Linked DNA regions of Sus scrofa: regions 2 and 3 are each linked to region 1. The links are chromatin contacts, called in public HiChIP or PLAC-seq maps. All regions are on one chromosome and are shown on one strand. Each heading gives the region's core, a stretch centred on a gene start, on an enhancer-like site or on the middle of the called end of the contact. The rest is flanking DNA. Distances are from core to core; before and after follow the strand shown.

Evidence for each region. HiChIP or PLAC-seq counts read pairs in DNA pulled down with a chosen protein or histone mark.
Region 2: an H3K27ac HiChIP or PLAC-seq map of alveolar macrophages shows a contact between it and region 1. The contact joins two enhancer-like sites. A contact is called at or near these places in 2 of 2 datasets of contacts at active chromatin or transcription factors (alveolar macrophages and skeletal muscle).
Region 3: a contact with region 1 is called in an H3K27ac HiChIP or PLAC-seq map of alveolar macrophages. The contact joins two enhancer-like sites. A contact is called at or near these places in 2 of 47 Hi-C or Micro-C datasets (embryonic fibroblasts and skeletal muscle) and 2 of 2 datasets of contacts at active chromatin or transcription factors (alveolar macrophages and skeletal muscle).

Annotation. Positions count from the first base shown.
Region 1 is chr15:15,864,157-15,867,556 of Sscrofa11.1, reverse strand. DARS (aspartate--tRNA ligase, cytoplasmic) reads right to left here. Exons shown (of 16, transcript XM_003133266.5): 7 at 2,586-2,645; 8 at 457-568. Among named protein-coding and RNA genes, the nearest start is that of DARS, 55 kb to the right of the region's middle. Within about 2 kb of position 1,831, at least 1 of the 83 cell types and tissues checked has an H3K27ac peak or open chromatin away from gene starts, as enhancers often do. A contact at or near this core is called in alveolar macrophages, where this site is marked.
Region 2 is chr15:15,486,156-15,489,555 of Sscrofa11.1, reverse strand. All of the region lies in intron 5 of THSD7B (thrombospondin type-1 domain-containing protein 7B), which reads left to right. Among named protein-coding and RNA genes, the nearest start is that of THSD7B, 120 kb to the left of the region's middle. Within about 2 kb of position 1,480, at least 15 of the 83 cell types and tissues checked have an H3K27ac peak or open chromatin away from gene starts, as enhancers often do. A contact at or near this core is called in alveolar macrophages, where this site is marked.
Region 3 is chr15:15,522,823-15,526,222 of Sscrofa11.1, reverse strand. All of the region lies in intron 2 of THSD7B (thrombospondin type-1 domain-containing protein 7B), which reads left to right. It overlaps LOC110257066 (a long non-coding RNA gene), which reads right to left. Exons shown (of 2, transcript XR_002339240.1): 1 at 1,210-3,400. Among named protein-coding and RNA genes, the nearest start is that of THSD7B, 86 kb to the left of the region's middle. Within about 2 kb of position 1,507, at least 25 of the 83 cell types and tissues checked have an H3K27ac peak or open chromatin away from gene starts, as enhancers often do. A contact at or near this core is called in alveolar macrophages, where this site is marked.

The DNA.
Region 1 (3,400 bases), core at 582-3,081:
TGATTAAAATAAATTTGTCATCAAGAATGAGAATTAATGAGATTTTTCCCTCTCTAGTATTTAGTAATGTTTTCATGTAGTTTATACAAAATTACAATACCAATTTAGAAAGAAATCTACATAACGAAAGTAGTTTCAAGTACATTTATATTAATAAAAATTTTGCTTTATGTGTTACTGCCTCATTTTATAACCATTATCACATTAACAACTCCTGAAATAAGAGGATTTAATATTACTGATGTTAGTGATATGTGGCTGGTGGTAAACAGCATAGTCTTCAAAATAAACAGTCTCTGGGAAATAAACTTTAAAGAATACCTGGGATCCGCAAAAAAAAACACAAAAAACAAACAAAAACAAACAAACAAAAAAAACCACCACAAAACTAAATTAAGAAACTCAAGGGAAAACAAATTTATTTTTTAAAATTAAGAGGAATATCTTAAAGCATACCTGAGATAATTTTAGGAGTTTGGATCTCCACAAAACCCTTGTTAATTAAATTTTCTCGGAAAAGATGGCAAATGCCAGACTGGAGACGGAAGACTGCCTGACTAGTTGATGTCTATAAGACAATAGTAAAAGCTAATTAAATCAATTTGACATTAAATAAGATGGAATATTTTTTAATCAGGCCACCTGCCTGCAAAGTTCATAGAGAAACAATTGATTACAGGAGAGAAAAGTCAGGCTACATGACAATATCAGAATAAGGATATATCTTAGAATTTTTCATATTACAGAAGAAGAATGACAATTTTGTCCTTTGTTTCCAACCTCTCCATCTCTTTGTTAAGCAAAGGGTCTAGAAAAGAACTGGATTGGGGTTATTACACAAAAGTTTAGATAAGCAAAGATGTATAAAAGATTTCAAGTTACTAATGAACAGAATGCTTCCCAAAAATGTAAACTCAAAGTAAGGGTTAAAAAAAGGTAAATGTTTACAAGGGCCAAAAAACATAAATAGAGTGAATGAATGGTACTTTCCAGCAGAATGCCCTGTCTAGAGTTGATGATGTTGCCATGCAGGCCTGTTATTGATGTGTTTATCTCTAACTTTTTAATAAAAGCCACCTAGATTGATTGATTGACTGATTTTTACGGCTCCACCCCCCAAAAAACACCTAGATTTATTTATTTATTCATTTATTTATTTGGTTGCACCTATGACATATGAAAGTTCCCAGGGTAGGGGTCAGATTGGAGCTGCAGGTGCTGGCCTATGCCACAGCCACAACAATGCTGGATCCTTAACCCAGTGAGTGAGGCCAGGGATCAAACCCCCATCCTCATGGATACTAGTTAGATTCTTAACCCAATGAGCCACAATGGGAACTCCAAGCCACCTAGATTTAATGGAGATTTAAATCCTCCGTTTTTCAATGATGGCAATAAACTTGACCAAAACAGATGTGGGTCAAATTAAAAAAATAAAAAACTCTTAAAGCCAAATATTAAAGGCTTAACCAGTAACTTGTGTGAACAAACAGCAAATACAGTATGATGGTTAACTACTGTGGCCAAAATTATGAAAAACCTGAGGTTTCTAGGCAGTATCAAGAGGACTTTTGATTACTGCTAGTCTTTTCTGTATACTATAAATTAAAATGGAAAAGTAAAAGCAAACAAAAACCAAATAATTAGGGGAAACATCAGTGTACAATAAGGGCAGACCCATATGACTACAGAAAAGTTGGAAAGAACTCTTAAGGTGACAAAGCATTTAACCTTTAGGTAGATTATTTAAGTAAAGGGGGAAGATGTGGTCAAAACATTAAGAAAGGGAGATGACAATGGTTTTACTACAATGATGAAACCAATGAACTCTTTCACTTGCAACCAAACCAGAAAGGGAAACAGAAGACCCATGAGATTACTATATACACTACCGGGGCCATCTACTTCTTTATTACTAATTTTGTGCTAGATCTAATTCAAAGGATTGAGACATTAACTACTAATCTCCATCTGGCTGTAAAATGTGCACACAACTTCTTTCACAATTTTGGAGTAATATTTATGGTCCTATTTTCACTTGCTAACTTGTTTGAAAAAGGTATCCCCTGGAAGGAAGCCAATTTATTGGCTTCACCTCCCTTTGTAATTTTATTTATTTTTTGCCTTTTTTAGGGCTGCACCTGCAGCATATAGACGTTCCCAGGCTAAGGGTCAAATTGGTGCTGCAGCTTGCTGGCCTACACCACAGCCACAGCAACATGGGATCTGAGCCGTATATAGGACCTACACCCCAGCTCATGGCAACGCCAGATCCTTAACCCACTGAGTGAGGCCAGGGATCAAACCTGCATCCTCTTGGATACTAGTCGGGTTTGTAACCCACTGAGCCACGATGGGAACTCCTCCTTTGTCATTTTAAAACAAAGCAAGTCAGTATCCTGTGAACTATTACTTGATTGTCCTTGTTGACAGCAATTCTCCTTTGGGGAAGGGTTAGTCAAAAAGGTAAATTATTTCTTGTATTATCACATTACCTATATGTAAATACCAATTAGTTCTATAACCCTGAGACAGGTATGGTATCCCTGCCCACCTTGATTTCAGCATAAACAAATAAGGCATACCCTAAGATCAATGATTCTGTTGTCTAATCTTGTATCCTGGTTAACAGTAGCTCTTCCTTCCTAAAAAAAAAGTTGAAAAAGCAGATTTTACTGATTTTTTTAAAGTACAAAAAAAATTTTTAGAAGCCATGTTAATTTTTAAGTTAAGAAGAGTTATGTTCATGTGTGTTAATGTTATACCCCCGAATCAAGGATTCAAGAAACAAGAAGTGGGGCCAGAAAGGTTACTGTTAAAAGAGAGATAGAAAGAAGAGAATGAGTTGAGGTTAAAGCTTTTTTTCTACTTCCCATTCCCCAACCCCCTGACTCATTACTGGGATGTCAAAATAATTAACTTCCCACACCTTCACTGATTCCGGGGTTTTACCTGCTAGTTCAAGACTGAAGGAACAGATAAAAGCTGACATAGAGCAATCAATGGTTCTCCAAGTATCTTCTGGGCACCAGTGAAGGTCCCCAAGACACTTTCAGAGTCTGTATGTCAAACCTATTTTTTCATAATAATACCTTTCACTCTCACTTTTTTCCTGATGATACTGAGAAGTTTTCCAAATGTGCATGCTATCACAACAGAATGATTGCAGAGGCAGATAACAAAATTTAATTGTTGTCTATTGAGCCAGACATTACTAAGATTTGTAGATATGTAGTATAATAACACTCTTGACATTAAATTACTTTGTTTTTGAAAATATTTTTCATAAAACATTATTGCTCTTTTTTATTATTTATATAGGAATAATACATACATATTTATATTATTATTTAATAAATTCATAAATATTAAGAAGTTTGTTTTAACTTCTAATACTGTA
Region 2 (3,400 bases), core at 231-2,730, 380 kb after region 1:
TCCCTCTGGGTTCTTTTCCTTTACATTCCATGAGTTGGAGATGGACCGTCCTAGTGCAGTACTTGGATGAATGGCTGGAATGAAATGATGGTGAGTGGCTCTACATGCAGCTGAGGTAGCCTTATTTTTCTTTTTCGGGCCACACCTATGGTGTATGGAAGTTTCCAGGCTAGGGGTCTAGTCGGAGCTGCCGCTTCCATCCTATGCCACAGCCACAGCAATGTGGGATCCAAACCGTGTCTTCGACCTCCACCACGGCAGTGCTGGATCCTTAACACAATGAGGCCAGGGATCGAAACCACACCCTCACGGATATTAGCTGGGTTCTTTACCACTGAGCCACGACGGCAACTTCCTACACGCAGCTGAGGTTCTGACTGTAAAAAAAGGCTTGGTCAAAATTGTGAGGAAGATACTCATTTTGTCCCACTTCTCCTAGGACTTCCATCTCCATCATTTCCACTTCCATCTTCCATTCCCCATCAGTATGGCTGTGTTTGTCCATATCCTCTTCTCTCCAAAATGTGTCCTAATTGGTAGAATCTCATGTTCTCTGTATTTCTCTTCTCACTTTCTTGCCCCTACTGAAGTGTGTTCTACTGTCTTATTCTCTATTTTCTGGAGGCTAAGCCTGCTTTCTCTCCATCCCTCTTTCCATCCATTTATGCTGTCATCCATGCATCTCTCCCATCCTCCAACAAACCATCACCCAACCATTTGGGCAAGCTAATTTAAATTACAGTCCTAATGGCTTTAAAAGTCTTAGCATTAAGCCTTCCCCAGTTGAGGGGATTTCTGGCGTGACATCAGGCGAATAGGGTAAATATTTGGGGAGGAACATATGGTGAATTTAGCTGTCACATTCTCTACTGAATCATAGAGCTAGTTAGCTTAAATCTGTTATGTCAGGAGAAAAGCAAATTTGAAGGTGATTCTGCTTAGTCCGAAGCCACCTCTGCCTCATTGTTGTCACTGCAGAATGTGAAATCACCCCATAGCAGAGGCCACAAAGGCCTATTGCTGGAAGCCCAGGTCTGTGTGCAGCAGGTGAGGAGGCTTCTGCCAACTGCTGGCCCTCGGTCTTCTTGCTGGCCTCTTTGGAGGGTTTCAGTGGTGGGGCTTCTTCTGTGGTCCGGTACTCGGATTGTGGGTACAATCTGCCCTGTCATCACTTTCACTCTGATTAGCTTCATTCGGAAGAACTTTTGAGAGCCTTTTGCAAACCCGGGTCAGCGTGGGAAAACCAGTTCCTCTGTATGGGACTGATTTAATCTCTGTGAGAGGCTGATCTTGGGGGGAAAAAATACACGCCTTCTCACGTCAAACACATAGGACACATCAGCCCACAGCTGCTCCGGAGGCATCTCAGGTTTTTCTCTCTGTGCGTCCCTCAGTATCTTGGGATGGTTAAGAGGTGTCTAGCTGGCTTGGTCCCCGATGTATCAGTCACCGCTGGGCTTGGTGCCACGAAGCTCTGGGTGTAATCAAACAATCTGCAGCTTAGTTGGGACATCCTGCCTGCTTCGGGTGACTCAGAGCTCCTCAGCAGCTGGTTGGAGCTTTGTTTGTGGCAGTGCCGCCTGCTCACTCCACACCCCCAACTCCCTGTAAGCCGCTCCACAGGTGGCCCGACTTGTGGTGCAAATACAAGTTTGTCAACTGTTGATTTCTTTTCCCTCTGTGTGTGCGTGTGTGTTTAAACTTATCTAAACAAAATTAAGCTGTGGGGAGTCCATTAATAAAAGGTTTCTATTACAAAATTATTGGCACTCTGCAAGGCGCTTTGGAGGAAGGCAGGAAGATCGATATTACCTAGAATAAAATAGCAGGGCAGACATGACTCAGGGGAATTAGGCTCTTAAGTATGAGAGGGAATATAGATTTCTACCCCGGCAGTCAATGTTTGAATATGATGAAACAGCGTGTTAGAATTCACGGTCGGGCAATTATTTGAAAGGTCTTGGGGAGACTCTAAATGTGCTTTAAAAAAAGAAAAACAACCCCCCCCCAATATCCCTCAGCTAAAGCTTCTCGGAAATAAAGAGCAAGATGAGAAACCAAAAATATAGAGCCTTTGATGAATTCGTGCAGATATCGAGGGCCATAGAAGTGGTAATCGAACTCTATTTGCTTGTGGGGGAAGGAGTTGGGAGGGAACAAGGAGACCTGTCATTTTGTAGAACAGGGAGGCTGTTGAGAAGCCATTCCTCATCTTTAAAACTCGTGCCTTCACTCTGCTCTTGGAAGCTTTGTGGAGACGGGTGGGGAGCACAGTGGATTGTTACTCCGAGAGGATCAATTTAATCGGATGTAGTTTCCTCTCCATCTCTGTCCTGCAAGCCAATTAACCTTCTGGCTAGGGAAATGCTGCTGGCAGCTTAAGGGCCATTGCTGGAGCAGCGCCTGCCCTAGGTACCATTTGCAAATTGCTGAGAAAGGGATTTCTGGAGGGCTCCAGGGAGGAGGGGAAGACTGTTCAGCTACAAATATGGCAGGACATCAATTCTAAGGACCGAGGAATGGCTGTGCATTGTCAGGGAGGGTGAGCAAGAAAAAGAGGTAGAAAAAAGAGAACCTCCAGGTTAGGAAAGGGGAAGGCAGGGAAAGAAGGAGAGAGAGAAGGAGGGAATGAGAGAAGAAGCGGAGGAGGGGGGCAAGAGAGAGAGGGAGAGAATGAATGAGGAAAGGGAAGGCAGGAGGGAGAGACGAGATGGTAGCCCATCCTCAGTATGGGGTGGGGAGGATTGGTTCCAGGACACCCTCAGATACCAAAATCCTTGGATGCTCAAGCCCTTTTATGACATAGTGTTTGTGTATAATTGACACACATCCTTCCATATACTTTAAATCATCTTTAAATCATCTTATTATAGCTAATACAACTATGTAAGTAGTTGCCTACAAAGAGTAAATTCAAGTTTTGCTTTTTGGAACTTTGCAATTTTTAAAAAATATTTTCGATTTGCAATTGGTTGAATCCAGCGATGAGAGACCTGCAGATACAGAGGGCTGGCTGACTGTATAATGTTTATAGCTGCTGACTTTAATCTTTAACAGTAAATAGTTGAAGGGATCATGCACCCAAGCTAGCTTTCCCCAAAGTGTATTCAGAGGAGGGCTCGTGAAGTGTGGTGTTATTTGGTGTTTAAGGGGGGATATTTTGGGGTTTATTTTAATGGAGGAGAGATGTCCTATGGTCTCAGCTATTTGGGAAATGTTTGGTTCAACAGATTTCTTTAGTGCATTCCTTCTCAGAGCCTTTAATAAGCTAAAGTGAGTTATGGAGCTTCATTATGAGCCCATGCTAGGTGGCTCCCCTCAGATTATTTTGTTGGGGAATTATTTATTCAAGGATGATATTCTGGATCAGGAATTTTGAGAAAAAGTGTTTTGGAAATAA
Region 3 (3,400 bases), core at 258-2,757, 340 kb after region 1:
CTTCCATCTGAAAGAACATTCTTTCCATTTGAAAGCAGAAAATGTCTGCTAACTAATCTGAAATAGTTCTCAATACAAATTTGATCTGGTATCTCTTTAAGAATTTCCTGGAAATTGTGTATCCATTTATTTCCCCAGGAAGGGACATACCTACAAAATTTGCACATAATTCCATCGTATGTCATCTCCATAGTGACATTATCTGCTACCCTATCCAAAAGTGCACCATTACACCTGTCTACACCCACACACACATCCTGTCCTCTCCCCTACCCCTTACTTTATGTGTTCTCCATAGCCTTTATTACTGTCTTCCTGAACATCCTCAAGTCCCTCACTAGGGCAGAGTTTCTCAAAGTGTGGTTCAGAACCACCTTGACTTAGTCAAAATGCATTACTGGGTTACTTTGCTGCACAGTAGAAATTGACAGAACATTGTAAATCAACTATAATATAAAAAATAAAAATCTTAAAAAAAAGACGCACTGGATGGGACCCAGGAATCTGCATTTTCAGACCCTCCCTGTTGTTCTCTCCCAGACCATCTATTTGCTCCTTTAGACCCTGCCCTGCAGATGGGAATCTTATCTCTCTTAGCAAATCAGTGGTCTTGGGTAGAATCTCTAATATTCCAGAGAAATCCTAGGTATTTTCCAGATTGCCTGACGCATGTGTGGGAATGTGGTTGTCTCAGTTCTGTAATCTAAGGGGCTTGGAGTAAGGTCCTCCATCTAATGGGAAGGTTATCCCCTTCCTTCAACATTCATAGCACTTGAAATTCCACCACTGTCCAGTCATTCATTTTGAGCTCTTCAGCATCTACCACTAGTATGATGAGTAATAAAAGCCAAGAACAGTGGGCATATTGGATCCCAGCTTCCTGCTCCAACTTTTCCCTTGGCTTCCTGTTGCCTACAGGGGGAAGCATATCCCTATTTTTTTGTTACCAAGAGGCTCTTCAAGATCTGGCTCCCCTCTCCAGCCTTCATTCGTGCCCACTGCCCTCACTCCACACTCTAGCAGGACTTAACAGCAAGTAGCTCCTGGAACAGCACATCCCATTTTCTTTCCTGAGTGTCCTCTGGGAGTGCTCTTACACCTCTTTCCACAGTCACTCCTCCCCCCCAAAATCTCAGATGACTCAGAGTGCAAGCCAAGTTCTCATGTGACCTCCCGGGCCCCACAGGCTCTGTCTGTCACCCTCCTTACCTCTCTGCCCTTGTCTTTGGCTGCTCTCTTCTGTCACTTTGCCAGGGCAGCTGTAACAAAGCACTACAAACTGGGTGGCTTAAAACAACAGAAACTTATTTTTTCGTGGTTCTTAGAGCTAGAAGTCCAAAATCAAGGTGTCGGCAGGGCCATGAAGGGGAAGGATCCTTTCTTGCCTCTTTCTAGCTTCTGGTGGTTGTGGCTATTTTTAGCATGTGTTGCCTTGCAGCTGCAGCTCTTTAATCTCTGCCTCTGTCAACACATGGCCCTCTCCCTGTGTGACTCTGTGTTGTCACATGGCCCTCTAATAAGGACAGCAGTCATCTTGGATCAGGCCCCACCCTGTTCCAGTGTGGCTCATCTTAACTAATTACATCAGGAATGACCCTATTACCAAATAAGGTCACATTCTAGGGTATTGGGGGTGAGGACTTCAGAATATTTTCTTTGAGGGGACATAATGCAACCCATAACACCCTCTCCTGCTTCTTCATTCTGCTTCAGTCACACTGGCCTAGAGATGTTAGATTTAGCGAATGAAAATACAGGACTCCCAGCTAGATTTGAATTTCAGATAAACAGCAAATACATTTTTAGTGTCAATATGTTCCAAATGTTACATGAAACAAAATATTTTTAAGCATAACTATGTCCCATTTGGTATTGGGAATGTACTTAGGCTAAAAGATGTATGTATTGTTTATCTGAAATTCAAATTTAACTGGGCATTTCATTTTCAACCTGTATACAACTATGAACACAACTAGCATGCTTCCATCTCAGGGAGCATGCTTTGTCTTGGCTGTTCCCTCTGCTTTGAACTTTTCCTATTCTCTGGGATGCACAATTTCTATCTGCCTTCAGCAAGGCCTTTTTGGGTACCCCTCCCTCAAAAGCACATCTCCTACCTTCCTTTCTTGCTTTCACCGCCCACTCCCCCCCAGCCCTTATCATAATCTAAGAGGCTTTATATCACCTGCTGCTGGTGTTTATTATCTATCACCCCCAGTAGAATTTAAGCTTGATGCTGTTGTTTGCTACTGTCTTCCAGGGCCTAAAGCAGTGCCTGGCACATAGTTCAGTGTACATTTATTAAATGGATAAAGAAAGAAATCCTTTCACTTTCAGGCACTGTAGAGTGGGTGTCTATGGGTTTTGCTTACCTAGGATCTGCTTCCACTTCTGGTATAAATGTCCTCCCTTCACTCTCAGTTTAAGTAGTTTGGGAAAGTCCTGCCCTTAACCCCCAGGTTCAGATCCAAATCAATTTGTTATTTCCATCCACTTGGCCACCGTCTTTGCTTCTGGGATGGGTATAGAACCCAAGTTAGTCTCACCAGAGTCAGGCTCAGAGTTTCTGCTGGAACTGCTAAGACAGAGCGCTCTCTTTCCACTGGGTATTTCTGTCAGTCTAGAGCTGCTGATAGTCATCTCACAACCAACAGGAAGAGCAGGGGGTCAGCTCCTGGCCAAAACCTGTCTGAGCTTTCAGGCCTGACCATAGGCAATTACAAAGGCTTTAGGTCAACTCTAGCTGCTAAAATAGAATACCACAGACTGGGTGGATTGAACAACATACACTTGTTCTCATAGCTCTGCAGGCTGAGAAGTCCAAGATCAAGGTGCTGGCAGATTCTGATCTTGGGCAGGATTGCTTCCTGGCCTGTAGACAGCTGCTGTCTCCCTGTGTGCTCACCTGACCTCCTTGTGTATTTGCATATATGTGCAGAGAGAGGCAGAGCCCTGGAGCCTCGTCCTCTTCTTATAAGGACACTAATCCCATTGTGGGGCCCCACCCTCATGTCCTGGTCTAACTTTCATTAATTCCCAAATATTATCACGTTGGGAGTCAGGGCTTCAGTATAGGAATTTGGTTGGGGGGACACAAACATTTAGTCCATGACACTTTACCTGGCAGACCTCACTGGGGAAAGCTGCCCTCCCCACACCCGGCAATGCATGGTAGACTCTGAAGGAAATTGCAGGCAAGGACTGGGCCCCATGGCCAAATTGTTCTTAGGCATGTCTGCATTCCTGGCCCAGGTATCTGCGTTGGAGGCTTTTTACCTGGGGTATGTGGAGGACTTGGCTGAGATCTAATTATGGGAAGTGGTGGGAACTTGCAGATACTTTCTCCACTCTGACTCAGTACTCAGGATATTTCTCCTCCTGGGTCTCCCCACTCCCCTCA